Linked DNA regions of Oryctolagus cuniculus: region 1 is linked to region 2. The links are chromatin contacts, called in public Hi-C maps. All regions are on one chromosome and are shown on one strand. Each heading gives the region's core, a stretch centred on a gene start, on an enhancer-like site or on the middle of the called end of the contact. The rest is flanking DNA. Distances are from core to core; before and after follow the strand shown.

What was found. Hi-C and Micro-C count contacts between places; a contact is called where the count stands out from the background.
Region 1: a Hi-C map of an unstated tissue shows a contact between it and region 2, with 2.2 times the contacts expected there. The contact joins the promoter of INTU here to the promoter of PLK4 in region 2. A contact is called at or near these places in 2 of 6 Hi-C or Micro-C datasets (skin fibroblasts and an unstated tissue).

Annotation. Positions count from the first base shown.
Region 1 is chr8:37,073,979-37,076,678 of mOryCun1.1, reverse strand. INTU (inturned planar cell polarity protein) reads left to right here and starts at 1,275. Exons shown (of 16, transcript XM_051819869.2): 1 at 1,275-1,437. The coding sequence starts at 1,349. LOC108178131 reads right to left here and starts at 1,350. Exons shown (of 3, transcript XM_070047111.1): 1 at 1,339-1,350; 2 at 1,040-1,305; 3 at 527-965. The coding sequence starts at 1,350. The coding sequence ends at 758.
Region 2 is chr8:36,836,625-36,839,324 of mOryCun1.1, reverse strand. PLK4 (polo like kinase 4) reads left to right here and starts at 1,435. Exons shown (of 16, transcript XM_008267947.4): 1 at 1,435-1,721; 2 at 2,365-2,460. The coding sequence starts at 1,692.

The sequences.
Region 1 (2,700 bases), core at 26-2,525, 240 kb before region 2:
TTAAAAAACTTTTTAAAAAAAGCAAACAGGAGGACGTTGACATACTGAATGCAGAAGTAAGTAGCAGTCTGTATACTAAGAGAAGGGACCTCACCGTTCATCCTCTTCACCCACTTGACCAAGAAGTCAAACCTGATTGTAGACGACTACCTAAGACAGATTTACAGGTGACATTTGTAGATCCTACAGTGAATAGCCAATACATTAATTACTCTGCCATTTAAAATTAATCTACTACCATGTAGAATTAACCTGTAATCTATAATCGGTGGCATTTCACATCTAAAACTACGGCTTCGCAGTTCTCCGTTCATCATCCTTCTAATTCTGACTTCAAAGGGGTTCCCAGGAGGGAGTCACACATGGGTCACTTTTCCAAGACGAAAACTCATCAAATTTAGACTTGGCACAACCACAAACCATAAAATAGTCTATTGAAACGTCTAATATTCCTAAGTGAAGAGACTGTCTCCTGGGATCAAATATATGCTAAAAAGATTTCCAAGAAAAAATAAAGGATTCATACTAGAATACTCAGACCATCTTTTACTCATTCTTGCATCTCCAGGGACAAGAACTCAGGGCAGCACGTAGCAGGTGACTGACAAACGTTTACATGGATGGGTGAACCTACACGGCTTCTTCTGGGCTGAATTTAAATTCCCATTAAGAACAGTCATCCAGCTTGCTCCCCTTCCCATTCATTTTCGGATCTTGCAAGGAGTCACTGGAGCCTCTCCTCCGGGCTACGGAAGCTTCAGGTGGTGGCTTCCTCCGCTGGGGGCGGCGCCTGGGCACCGGTGTCCCTCGCGGGGGCGGCCTTGCGGTCCAGAGAGGACGAAGTGAAGAAGAAGGAGCCGGAGCCTGCACTAGGCGGCGGAAGAGCGCAGCTCCGGGTGGCGGGTTCGCGCGGCGCTCGACGGCTCGCCCCGCGCGCCAGGGTCCCTGCCGGCGAGGACAGACAACTGAAAGAGGCGGAAAAGGGCACTGTGCAGCTGGCAAGCCCTGGCACAGGGGCGGTGGCCAGCACAGTCCTCACCTGCCCCGAGCTCCCGGAGCGCGACGAGTGGCGGCGCCGCTTGCCTGCGTGCGGTGCCCCACGATACGCGCGAGTCGGCAAGTGGAAAAGGAGGACAGAGGTCGGCCACACCGCCGCCTGCGGTCCTGGGATTTGCGCGTCCGACGCCAGGCGGCCTTTTCCTTCAGCGCTAGGTTTCCTGGCGGTGGCGGGAGCCGGACGGGAGACCGGGGTCGAGGCGAGCGTTGGCGGTGAGACCTCGCCGGCCGCCCCCCGGGCTGCGCGCGCTACCTGTTGGACGCCTGCACGGCGAGCCTAGCTCCAGTGGGCATGTTTCAGGTGGGCAGGTCCAGCATCCCCAAACCCGCCCCCCGGAACCTGGAGGACCTGGACTCGGTGCAGCGCGTCCTGCTACACAGGTCAGTGCCGGGGCCGGGGGCTCGGGGAAAGCCCGCCCTCTGCTCCCTGGGGGTCGTGGCGGAGGGAGGGGCCGCTCTTCTTTCAGGGGTCTGTAGGAAGCGTCAGCTTTGGGACTCGCCCTAGGGGGCTCCTGCGCCCGAGGGGCGTTGGGACGTGCCGCCAACCCTTTCCAGAATTCGATGCTCGCGCTCGCCGGGTTCCGCCGCTGAGACTGCGGCCCCGCGCGGCTCCGGGTCACCCGTGTCCTCCAGAAAACGCTGCAGCGAACAGAGCTGCAAAACTTCCCTTCCTACACCTCCAGACTAACCCCAGGAAAAACAGCTAAGAGTTTTGTTCAGACTTTACTTGAAATTGCAATAGGAGTCTCTTTTTTTCTCTCTCTCTCTCTCTCTTTAAACAAATCTACTTCTACCGCCTCCTCCGTCCCCCACGCGCGCGCGCGCGTGCGCACTGCCAGACACGAACAACTACACAAAAGAAATGGGAAGAGTTTTTGTAAGAACGACAAGAACCCCAGCTTTCTGGGAATGGTTAGCGTGGGCATTACCTGCTATGCTAATCTCTTTATGGAAATCGAAGAACACCTATTACGTCCTGTGCACGGGGTGGTGAGTTTACAGAGGAGGCAATGAGAATCCACGTGGGGAGCGAACTCCCCTCCCACGCTTAGAAAGGGTTGAGGGATGCCGGGCAGCAGTGCTGCTTGAACTCTAGGGAGACCTGGCTTTCCTAAGACGTAAGATATGGAAAAAACTCCCTTAGAAATACATCAAAAGTAACCCTTGAATACACTTGCGGCGAGCAAGAGTAAGTGGCGCTTGGTAAATATCTGTCGGGGGAGGTTTATGTGAGTTCTCTCATCTGTAAACGTTTCAAGTGACCCTTTTAAGTCTTTGTGCAAAACCATATGAGCTGTAGAAATCCTGTTCCGCTGCAAGTGTGAGTCAAAAGAAAGACGTTGTGCAAGGGAGAAGTCCAATTTCTTCGATTTAAGAGTTGCCTTCTGAAACCTGCAATTTTCTAGCGTTGGTTTCCTCCCCCTTTTCTCCCCCCCCCTCCCCAGAGTCCCTGCCATATACAATAAAATATTATCAAAAGTGCAGCTAAAAAAGCATTCTGCTCAGTTCTCCAGACAATTCCCCCTGCATTCGATAAAATTACAGGTCAGAAATAATCCCGTGAAGTTTAGCTACACACTCATTCACAGTATGACTTTGGTACAGCTGGGAGGGGTGAGTTTTAAATGCTCAAGACCCTGCTCC
Region 2 (2,700 bases), core at 186-2,685:
TGCCTGCATCCTGTATCAGAGCACTGGTTCAAGTTCTGGTTGCTGCTATTCCCACCCAGCTCCCTTCCAATGAGCCTGACAAGCAACAGATGGTGGCCCCGCCACTCATGGGGGAGACCTGGAGGGAGTTCCTGGCTTCCTGCTTCAGCCTGGACATTTGGGGAGTGAACCAGCAGAAGGAAGATCTCTTTTTGTCGCTTTGTCTCTTTCTCTGTCACTCTGCCTTTCAAGTAAACAAATCTTTAAAAAGGGGGAGGGCAAAGCATAGCATATGCAACCTGTTCCAGAATGAGTCATGAAACTAGAAAATGGGCTTGTATATGTGCTAGTACATACTGTATACATGTATATCACATACAGAGAACACTAAAACGTGACTAAGGGATAATTCAGGGTTTTATAACTTTTCTGTAAGCTTGAAATTAAGTTTTTTCAAATGATGGCGAATTGTAGGAACCAATGAAAAGCCAATAGCAAAAGCAAGTCTGGTAGATGGGGAACAGAACCTCACTGGGAACTACTCAAGCATTATGACATCCAGCCTTTAAGGAAAGACTGCCAGGCTTGAAGGGAGAAAGTAGACTTTTAAGAGATTTTTGTTTTTACAGCTCCCAGGTAGATACCCTGTAGTAAACTTGGTATGAGAAAAGAGCTTTTTTTTTTAAAAAAAGCGTTTTTTCTTTTAATTTTATTTATTTACTTACTTATTTATTTTTTATTTGACAGGCAGAGTTAAGACAGTGAGAGAGAGAGAGAGAGAGAGAGAAGTCTTCCTTCCGTTGGTTCACTCCCCAAATGGCCGCTACGGCCGACCGGCGCGAGAAAAGAGCTTTTGATTTGATTTAGAACTAGTTTGTGTACTAGTGCTCCGTTAATATGCATCCTTCCTAGCCAGCACAGTCTCTTACCTGCAAAAAGTGGATCATCTCAACCTTACAGAGGTCTCTACCTATCCTAAGCCTGTGTGGTTAACTGCAGGTTATTATTCAAATGATATTATAATACTTAGCATACTGTTTATCAAAACAGAATAAAGTTTCTTAAGTACTGAACACATTAATTGCAGTTATAAAAAATTACAAAAAACGCCAATGGTATGCGCATGTGCAACGTTAACACTTATGTCCAGTCTAAACGTTTTTGACACTCTTAAGTATTAACACCGTTCGCAGAACTGGAAGTCGATTTTCAGACCGTGAAGTAAATAGCCGACCATTTATAAACGTCCAGTCTTTAAGGCTTGCTCTTTCACGCGGCTTCCGAACGCCGGGGAGCGGACGCCCGGGATCCCCACAACGGGCCCGGGATCCCCACAACGGGCCCGGGGTCTCCACAACGCTCCCGGCGGCCGGCCCTCAGGCTTGGAAGCCTCCGCGGACCACGGAGGGGCGGCTGCTGCGCATGCGCGCCCCGGCGCAGCCTCTCCGGAGCGACCCGTCTCATTACGTCACGGCCAACCTCGCCCGGACGGCGAGCGGCGGGAGTTTTTCAAAATGGAAGCACAGAGGCACCGCCCAGGCCTCGGAAGGTGTCAGGGAGACCTTTCGGTGGCTCTACCGTCGTCGCCGGGAACGGCGGCCTAGAGAGAAGAGCCTGATGGGCGCCAAGACCGGCTGGCTGCTTGGAGCGCTGCCTCGAAGGGACTACGCGAAGGGAGCTAATCCGGGGAGTAGCAGCCGGGGCCTGGAAATATGGCGACCTGCATCGGGGAGAAGATCGAGGTGAAAAGACTCGGCGGTCTACGGGGAGGGTGGGAGTCGGAGGCGCAGGACTCGAGGCCAGTGTGGGGAAGGGAACGAGCGGGGCTAACGGCTGCGGGGCGGGCGCCGGGACCCTTGAGGAAGGTGCCAACCGCCGAGGGCCGGCTGTTTGGGGGCGGGGCGACCCGCCCCTCCGAGGCCGTGGGTGGGAGGGCGGCGGACAGGTGAGTAGCTCGCCGCCCGCACTGTTCCCCAGGCCCCGCGACTTCCTGTGATAGCTCCCGCCAGACCTGCCGCGCTGGAGCGGGGGCAAAGCTGCCTCCCCCTTCCCCAAGGGGATGGCGGTTACGTCTGGCGGGCGCTGCGGCGGGATTCTGTCCAGGCTCTCGGCTCCCAGGGGTTGGCTGGAGGTAGGAGGAGGACGCTAAGGCTGCACCGAGGTGGAGGAAGCAGATTAGGTTGTTGCATGCAGAGCCCAGCCTGGAAGCCCAGGGAGCCCCGCAAGGTGTCAACATGCTTCCCACCCCAGACACCTGCTCTATCAAGGTGCTTGAATTTTGTCAGATTCCTTCACGATCCATTTTATCTTTTCCCAGCCCCTTCCCATGTCTCTCCCCTCTCTTGTGTAAGACATCACATATAATCTTTAATTTTAACTTTTAAGGATTTTAAGGTTGGAAATCTGCTCGGCAAAGGATCATTTGCTGGTGTCTATAGAGCTGAATCCATTCATACTGGTTTGGAAGTTGCAATCAAAATGGTAAGAATATCAGCTTTTCTCTTGTACTTTGCAAGTAGCCAGGGAGGTGTACGGTTTCATGTGTCAGAAACTCCTTACTTTTCTTTGTGGAGAATACATTGTATAAGACAGTAGGAATGCCAGGCCCAGCAGTTGAGCTTAAGGACCTTTTGAGACAGCCTTGACCTTAACTTAAATAAGTATTTTATTTCCGTTAATGTTCAGTAGACCTGGTATATGTTGTAAATATTAATACTTGGG